Linked DNA regions of Mus musculus: region 2 is linked to region 1. Evidence: chromatin contacts called from public HiChIP or PLAC-seq data. All regions are on one chromosome and are shown on one strand. Each heading gives the region's core, a stretch centred on a gene start, on an enhancer-like site or on the middle of the called end of the contact. The rest is flanking DNA. Distances are from core to core; before and after follow the strand shown. Region 1 has its middle 13 kb from the start of Gm13070. Region 2 overlaps Gm13067 (a long non-coding RNA gene).

The links. HiChIP or PLAC-seq counts read pairs in DNA pulled down with a chosen protein or histone mark.
Region 2: a contact with region 1 is called in an H3K27ac HiChIP or PLAC-seq map of microglia, with 5 times the contacts expected there. The contact joins two enhancer-like sites. A contact is called at or near these places in 5 of 115 datasets of contacts at active chromatin or transcription factors (embryonic stem cells, memory CD8 T cells and microglia).

What each region holds. Positions count from the first base shown.
Region 1 is chr4:149,887,862-149,891,498 of GRCm38.p6, reverse strand. No RefSeq gene overlaps it. Among named protein-coding and RNA genes, the nearest start is that of Gm13070, 13 kb to the left of the region's middle. Within about 2 kb of position 1,393, at least 136 of the 459 cell types and tissues checked have an H3K27ac peak or open chromatin away from gene starts, as enhancers often do. A contact at or near this core is called in microglia, where this site is marked.
Region 2 is chr4:150,047,574-150,051,194 of GRCm38.p6, reverse strand. Gm13067 (a long non-coding RNA gene) reads right to left here. Exons shown (of 7, transcript XR_390962.2): 6 at 1,930-3,516. Among named protein-coding and RNA genes, the nearest start is that of Mir34a, 19 kb to the left of the region's middle. Within about 2 kb of position 2,309, at least 185 of the 459 cell types and tissues checked have an H3K27ac peak or open chromatin away from gene starts, as enhancers often do. A contact at or near this core is called in microglia, where this site is marked.

The DNA of each region.
Region 1 (3,637 bases), core at 144-2,643:
ATCTCCACTGCATCTTAAGGACAAAGTTCCTGAGGTGGCTGAGAGGACTTTTCCAACAGAAGCCCATGAGAAATGCAGCCCAGGCTAGCCCATGGGGGCTGCTGCCACACAGAGTTCTCAGTCATCACTGGTTACGTTGTCCTCTCTCCCTGGCCACTTACCTAAAGGCTAGTCCTCCGACACCAGGTTTCTGTGTGCTTGACCCATATTCCCTGGGAGGAACCCAGGGCAGACTCAATGTCGTAGGTCCAGGATCCAGTTACAAATCTTTTACTGTACACTTCAGTGCGTGCTAATATAGATGCTGTCTCCCCTCTGACCTACTATACTATCACGGTCTAGAAAGGATGAGCACCAATCAGAGAGGTCCCTGGAAACAGAGGTTGAGCCTGAGTGAGACATCACATCTTAAGGGTCAAGTTCCCTATGGGACCTCAAGAGGTCTTCTTCCCTCCACCCTACCCCCCACCCCTGTCTGATGGCACAAGGATGCCAACGGACCCCTGCAGCTTTTCCTGGAGGGCTGCGTGAATTGGTCCTACAAGGACATGGAATGTGAATCCCGAGCTACTGGGAGACAGGAGTTGCAGCTGGTGCCATGCCAAACTGGGGTGCCGTGGTCAGTCGTCACAGTCCTCTGTGCGCATGGTTTGATTTACAGGAGGCCGAGAGCAGCTCCAACTGCAGACAGAAAACTATTTGAAGCAGCTGCCAGATGTTGTGTCTGAGCTGGGTTTTACAACTTGCTTACTGGTGAACAGCCACCTCCTGCTGGAGTTCAGCTTGCCCCAGTGGGTTTGGGCCCTGGCGCCAACCCCACAAGCCTGTCTTTTCAGCTGCCTGAAGGCTCGCTCCTGTTTAGCAGGAATCTTGTTGGGACGTTGAGGGGGAGCCAGGCTGGGAGCCCAGTTTCCAAAGCATCCCACCTTCCTGAGGAGGTCCTGAGGGTCTGACTTCAGGATTTCTCTCAGAAGCTCTAAGAACGCTCTGGAATGCCTGTCTGAGCTCAAGCACTTGGGGTGTGGCCTGAGAGATGTATGTACCGAGTATGACTTTTTTGTCTTTCTTGTTCTGTGTCCTGGTCTCTCCCGCTTTAGCCATCTGACCCCAAAGGCACAGAGGACGAGGGCTGGGACCAAAAGCTCAGCCAAGAGCTTCTAGAAGGTTCCTAACATTGTGCACGAGAGAGGGAGGTACTAGTGAGTACAGCCTGTCTGTGGATGCCGCAGTGTTGAGCCAAGACAGCCCTAAAGGGTGGTCAGGATTTTCCCTAGCATGAGACTACTGGAGTTCACTGGAAGTTAGAACACATTTCTAGCCCTCCCTGTGGCAAGGGACTCGGGACTCCAGGCTCATGATCACTTCCTGGGGCTGTGAAGCAGAGCTGAGTGTGACAGGGAAAGGGGCGGGGAGGAGGAAGGAGACGCGTGATTAATCTTGTTGCCTGTGAAAGCATGCCTGTGTCCGTCCAGGAATCCTGGCCGAGGGCCGCCAGAGTGGACAGAGTGTTCAGTCCCCTCCTGAAAGCGCCAGCGATGTTTTGTCCGCCGGGAAGGAAAACACCCTTTGCCTAAGCTAGAACTTGGCTCTGCCTCCGGGAGACGCCTGGGAGGCCTCCTTCTGAGAGGAGTGTAGTTGAGGACTAGAGGGTTTTGAGAGCCCTGCTTCTCTGAGGTGCCAGGGGTGCCCTCTAGCCTCAGGACCGCCCCTCTGTGATCTTGCCCAGCTACTCCCCCACCCAACCCCCCTTTTTTTTTCCTTCTGCAATAAGAAAAAAGAAAAAAGTTCCCAATGGTTCATCTCTCCCAAAAACCTGTGTTACCCGCCCAAAAATGATGGCGGAACTTAAGACATTCCCAGGCTGGCCCACATCAGGCACAGTGACCCTGCAGAAGTATAGGGACTCAGGCCCAAGATCATACGTCTGGGGTTTGGACTCAACATCTGTGAATGTGGCCCTGTCAGCTGCCCAGGTAGCCTGACTGTGCCTTCTGTGATTGGGAATAATAATAACTTTGAACCAAGCTCATGCTATTACCAAGATCAAAGGCAGTGTGAGTGAGGAGATATGACCAGAAGCCCAAGAAGCCATGCATATACGCACGCACGCACGCACGCACGCACGCACGCACGCACGCACGCATGCCCTAGAATCATTACCCATTTATTTACGGGGCAGTGGGAAAGAGACGCCTCCTAGCAATCCCTACTGCTGCCAGACAGCCCCTCCCTCTGGCTCAGCACTTCCTCCTGGGTCCTTAGCAGCCCTTCAGGAAGCTGATGGTCTCTTTGAGCATGCCCCCCCCCCGCCCCCACTTCCTGAAAGGATGGATTTGGCTGCAGGTGTCACTTCCTTCAAGGGAAGCCATGCAGCAGCCCAGCCCAGACTCACCCTGAGAACATGCCGGCCTCCTATGAAGGCTCAGAGGCCAGGGTTCCTGTCAGGATAGCCTATAAAATGTTGCCAAAGACCCCAGACTAATGGAGTCCCATTAGACCCAAACAGGTCTTGGCCCCATTGCCTGTGCCAGACGCACGTGGACACTGAATAGAGACCCAGAAAACCTGAGGTTCAACGGGAGGACACGAACTGGCAGACACGGGGCAGGGGCTGCAGGGGAGAATGTGGTGGACCCTCCCAGGCATCCTGGGCAGGGATGTCCTAGGGGCATTGGGAAGGATGAGTAGGAGGGTTCCAGAAAGGAAAGTAAGCCCATTTATGTAGGTTTCTAAATACAACTGGTTGTTCTGAGTAGCTCTTTGTAAAACAATAGAGTCCAGGGTTCAATTGGCTTTGTGGTAGACATAGAGGTCATAGTTAGTGATGGTGGTGGTGATGGAGATGGTGGTGAAGATGATGATGATGGTGATGATGACAGTGATGGTGATAGAGATGGAGATGGTGCTGGTGGTGGTGGTGATGTCATCCAAGCACATGTGTCTGTAGCCCACAGAAAGCTCTGTGAAGAGTCTTAGAAGCCCAGGTAGTCTCTGGGGCCCAGTCCATCCAGTTTCTGGCTTTCTGAGATGAACCCCTTCAGAGCAACTCTCTTGAGGAAGGCCCTGGATTCCTTCCCTATTCTGCATCTGGTCCTTTTCCACTGGGGATCCCGGGGCAGTCATGAGTCAGGCCAGCAAGACTGCTGTCACACAGTGGGGCATGGGTTCAGGATAGTAGCACCCCACCGGCTCTTGCATGGCCGAGAGCCTGTGGAAAGTTTTTTCCTGAAGTGACCCCACGGGACTAGAAAAATGGCTCCGTGGATAAAGAACTTGGCTCAACTCCTTAGCAGTCATGTGAAAAGCCAAGGAAGACTTTGTGTCTGTCACACCAGCCATGGGGCCGACACACAAAGGAGGAGAGGGGAGACCTAACACAGCGGTTCTCAGCCTTCCTAACACTGTGACCCTTTAATACACTTCCTCATGTTGTGGTGACCCCAACCATAAAATTATTTCGTTGCTCCTTCATAACCGTAATTTTGCTACTGCTATGAATGGTAACATAAATATCTGATACGGGGCCCTAAAGAAGTCTCCACCCACAGGTTGAGAACTGCTGGTCTAGCTTAATCAGTGAGAGACCCTGTCTCAAAAAAATAAGGAAGAGATCAGTTGAGGAAGACTCCTGACATCA
Region 2 (3,621 bases), core at 1,060-3,559, 160 kb before region 1:
CAGGGGAATGGCCCATTACTAACATACTTAGCATCTGATGTCAGTGGGTCCCGGGGTACCAGTTGATCCTGTCTCAAACAGCTCAGATGAACCTTCAAGGTTAATATTTAAATGTACACGTTTCCCTCTTTCCCTACCATGGCCACGCTGGCCATTACTGCGTAGTACTGTAGCTCAAAGAACAGCCATTTGTCCCCGAGTTCTCTCGGAACGGCAGACAGAGGCAGGACTGGCCACACATAACACTGTGCCACTTTGTCCCTGGATGTGACATTTTATACAAGAGGCCCAGTCATGTCTAGATGCACCAGCCCAAGCATTGACTGTCAAGAGGCCACAGGTCCCAGGTCTCTGTAGAGCCCTGCCAGGCATGGGGTGGGGAAGGGGAATGGCAGTATGTGTCCTGTGGGTGCTGCTAGATGATCACCTAGTGCTCCATAGCTGGATATCAGGGGGCTTAGAGGCCACTCAGGATGAATCCCTCCTTCATGTTTTGCTAATAAATGGAAACGTTCAAATTGCCTCCTTAATATTTAAAATACCATCCAAAAGAATGGAGGGATCTTGGCTTTGTTGAGGCTCGTTAAGGGAAGACTAATTCCTCCCAGTTGAAAGAACAGAATGTAAATTCCACCTCTGGCCAGGAGTGGAGATCTGACATCCTAAGCTACCCCCAAACATCACATACTATCTTCTCCTCCTTTTAAGCTTTAATCCAGTGGGGCCTGCCAATCACCCAGCCAGAAGTCTACCCCTGCCCCTCCCACATCCAGGAAACTGGATTCTCCTGAAGACAGGCCAAGAAGAAAGAGAAATAATTATCCCCTTGATGAAAGGATGCCCTCGTCCTTCCTGGAAACACCTCCCTCCAAGCAGCCAGAGAGAGCGAGCGAGCTTCCTCCATCTCACAAGGCTTCTGAGCATGGATGGCCCTGCAGGCTCTGCCTGCTCTGCTTTCTGAGTCCCAACTCACACCTCCTCTTTCTTGGTCACCTTTTCTCTTGGTTACTGACTGCGGCTCAAGCCTGCTTTCTGGCACCCTGGGCCTTCTTGCACTCTTTCTCTGAAATCTTCCACCCCTGCCACACAGCTGCTTGCCCACCTCCATTGCAAAAGGCATGGCTTTCTCTTCTTCTCTCCCGTGTCCTCTTCCCAGGGCCCTCGGCAACACGTGCTGCTTGCCTGACACGTTGTTTTCTCTCACATCCTAATAAACTTGTCCTTGAGCTGCCTTGGGGGGGGGGGGGGGGGGACGGGACGGGACTCGGACGGACCTGGGTTGGCCCCTGCTACACGGAGTACAATAAAGCTTTCAGGCTAGGCAGAGCCCCTGCCAGCAGGGGCACTCTCACCCACCCCGGGGGAAACCCCTCTGCTTCAACGTTAGAATAGGAATCTATGTGCAGGAGGCTGAGGCGGGAAATGCCTTGAGCTCAAGACTAGCTTGGGCTACACACTACATTGTCACACACACACACACACACACACACACACACACACACACACACACTTTCAGAACACAGCTTTAGTGACCCAAGCACTTTTTTTTCCTGCCTAATAAATTTCTCAGTACAAGTCTGGGTGGCAGGGTCAGTGCCCCCATTTATGGGTGGGAAAGAGGACCTGGGAGTCGTCAGCTTTAGCCCAACTCCCAGATTGGTGAGCACAGCCCAAAGGCGTCAGAGCCTTCTTCACGCCCAACAAAGATCAAAGAAGAAAAAAATCGGCCCAAGCAAAACTCCCCCAAAGGAACCCTTTCTCTCCAGAGATGATGATATCAAAGGACATTTTGTTACTTCTTGGAAATTCTTCGCCTTCCCAGGGCTGCACAACCCAGCAGTTCTCTGTAATTACCACTCAAGTACTCGGCCTAGTTCCCGACTCCTTCGCACACTTTCCCACAGACAAGCACACCGGCTCAGTGTTTACCTGGGCTCCACGGCGAGCAGGTGCGCAGACCCCGGGCCCCAGTAGCCCCCGGCCGTGGCTTCCAGGTTCTGGCAACGTCTCCCAAAGCCCCCAATCTGTGCAGTTACCGAGGGGAGCAGCCCTTCTCTGAACAAGTCCAGGCAAGCCCAGGCACAGCCCCTGCTCGATCCTCCTCCAGGCTGCCGGGATGGAAGCCGCGTCTTTCCAGCCAGGCTTCGCCGGAGTTGGAATCGCTTTAAATGGTCGGTATGGCCACATCTCTGTCACCTGGGAAGAAAAAGTGGGTCAAGGTGGGCGAAAGGCCGGGCGCGTGAGGGCGGTGCCAGCGAGCACTGCGGACGCCCGGGTCACGCTGGTCTATGCGTTGGCCAGGCGGGGAATAGGGAGGGGTAGGGGGAGGTGGCCGGACACCGTAAGGGCACCGAGCAGCCAGGCCGGGGTCCTATCGCGCAGGTTGCAGACATTGGGTCCCGCACCTCCGCCTCTGCTCTGCCCGGGTCCGCTCTTCCCCCAGCGAGAGCTCAGAGTTTGCGCAGCGTCCCTTGTCTCGCTCGCTGCCTAGTTTCAGGGCGCACCACCCTAAGGCTGATGCATGCACCCCGGGCCATCGCGATTCTTCCGGGTACCCCCTCGCCTCTCCGCAATGAGACCGAAACCTGAGTGGGCCTATAACAAGCAAATAGAAACCACAGGGACACGCAACACGCTACTCAGCCCGCAGGATAGCGCCCTAGGGAGAGGTCAGAAAAGTTCCACGTCCAGATCACTTAAATATGGAAGCGTCTTCTCTGAGCCATTGCCACCTCAGAGTGTTTCGGGTGTCCCTCGTAGCCCCAGGTTTTCATGCCAGGAACAAGCACCCTGCCGTGGCCCTGTGTCCTTTCTCCAACTCACCGTGTCTCCAAGTTGTGGCGCTGCGGGATTTTGTGTCGACCCAGCTCCGTAGGTCTTAAAACTCGGTGAGCCGGTCCCAGGAGTGAGGGAGACTTGCTGGGCGCATGGCGCTCTTGAGCCGGGAGCGCAGGGCAAGAGACCTCGAGTGGGGCAGGGCTTTTGTACAAACTTAGACTGAAGTACCGAGCAGAGAGCTGCAGGGAGGAGCCTGGGCAGCGAGCCAGGCACGCGCCTCCCATTTCTCACGCTTTCTTCTCTATCCAGGGCAGCCGGCACAGGACCCCCTTGTGGGTTAGTAGAGAGGCTCGGTGTGCACAGCCCTGAAGACCACCTTGCCCTGTGGGAAAGGGGACTCCACCTATGATTATGTCCCCTGCTAGTATGGATCTCCGGCTCAGCCAGGATGCTCCAGAGACAAACTGCCCTCGGCTCCATTGTGACACAGGCTCTATGTCTCCGTCCTGGGTGGTTAGTTATATGTCAGAAATCCCTTCATCAGCTGCAAACTCACACCCGTGCACGTCATCTCCAGTCCTCCACGCGCTTGGAATTCACACTTCAGCAGGGTCCCCGTGAGAGTGAGCGCCAAGCACAGCCGTGAGACTGAAGCGGTCCTGGGTCACCAGAGCAAAATTCTCTGCATCAAGAGGGAGAGACTCGATTCCTCCAACACGGAAGGGAAAGGGAGTTCTTCTGAGGAAGAGAGAGGCAAACACTGGCCCAGCATGCAAGGACCCTTGGGCAGTGGCCTCACCTCCCCGTTTTGCAGAAGGAAATGTCTGGGCATGAGCCTGTGCA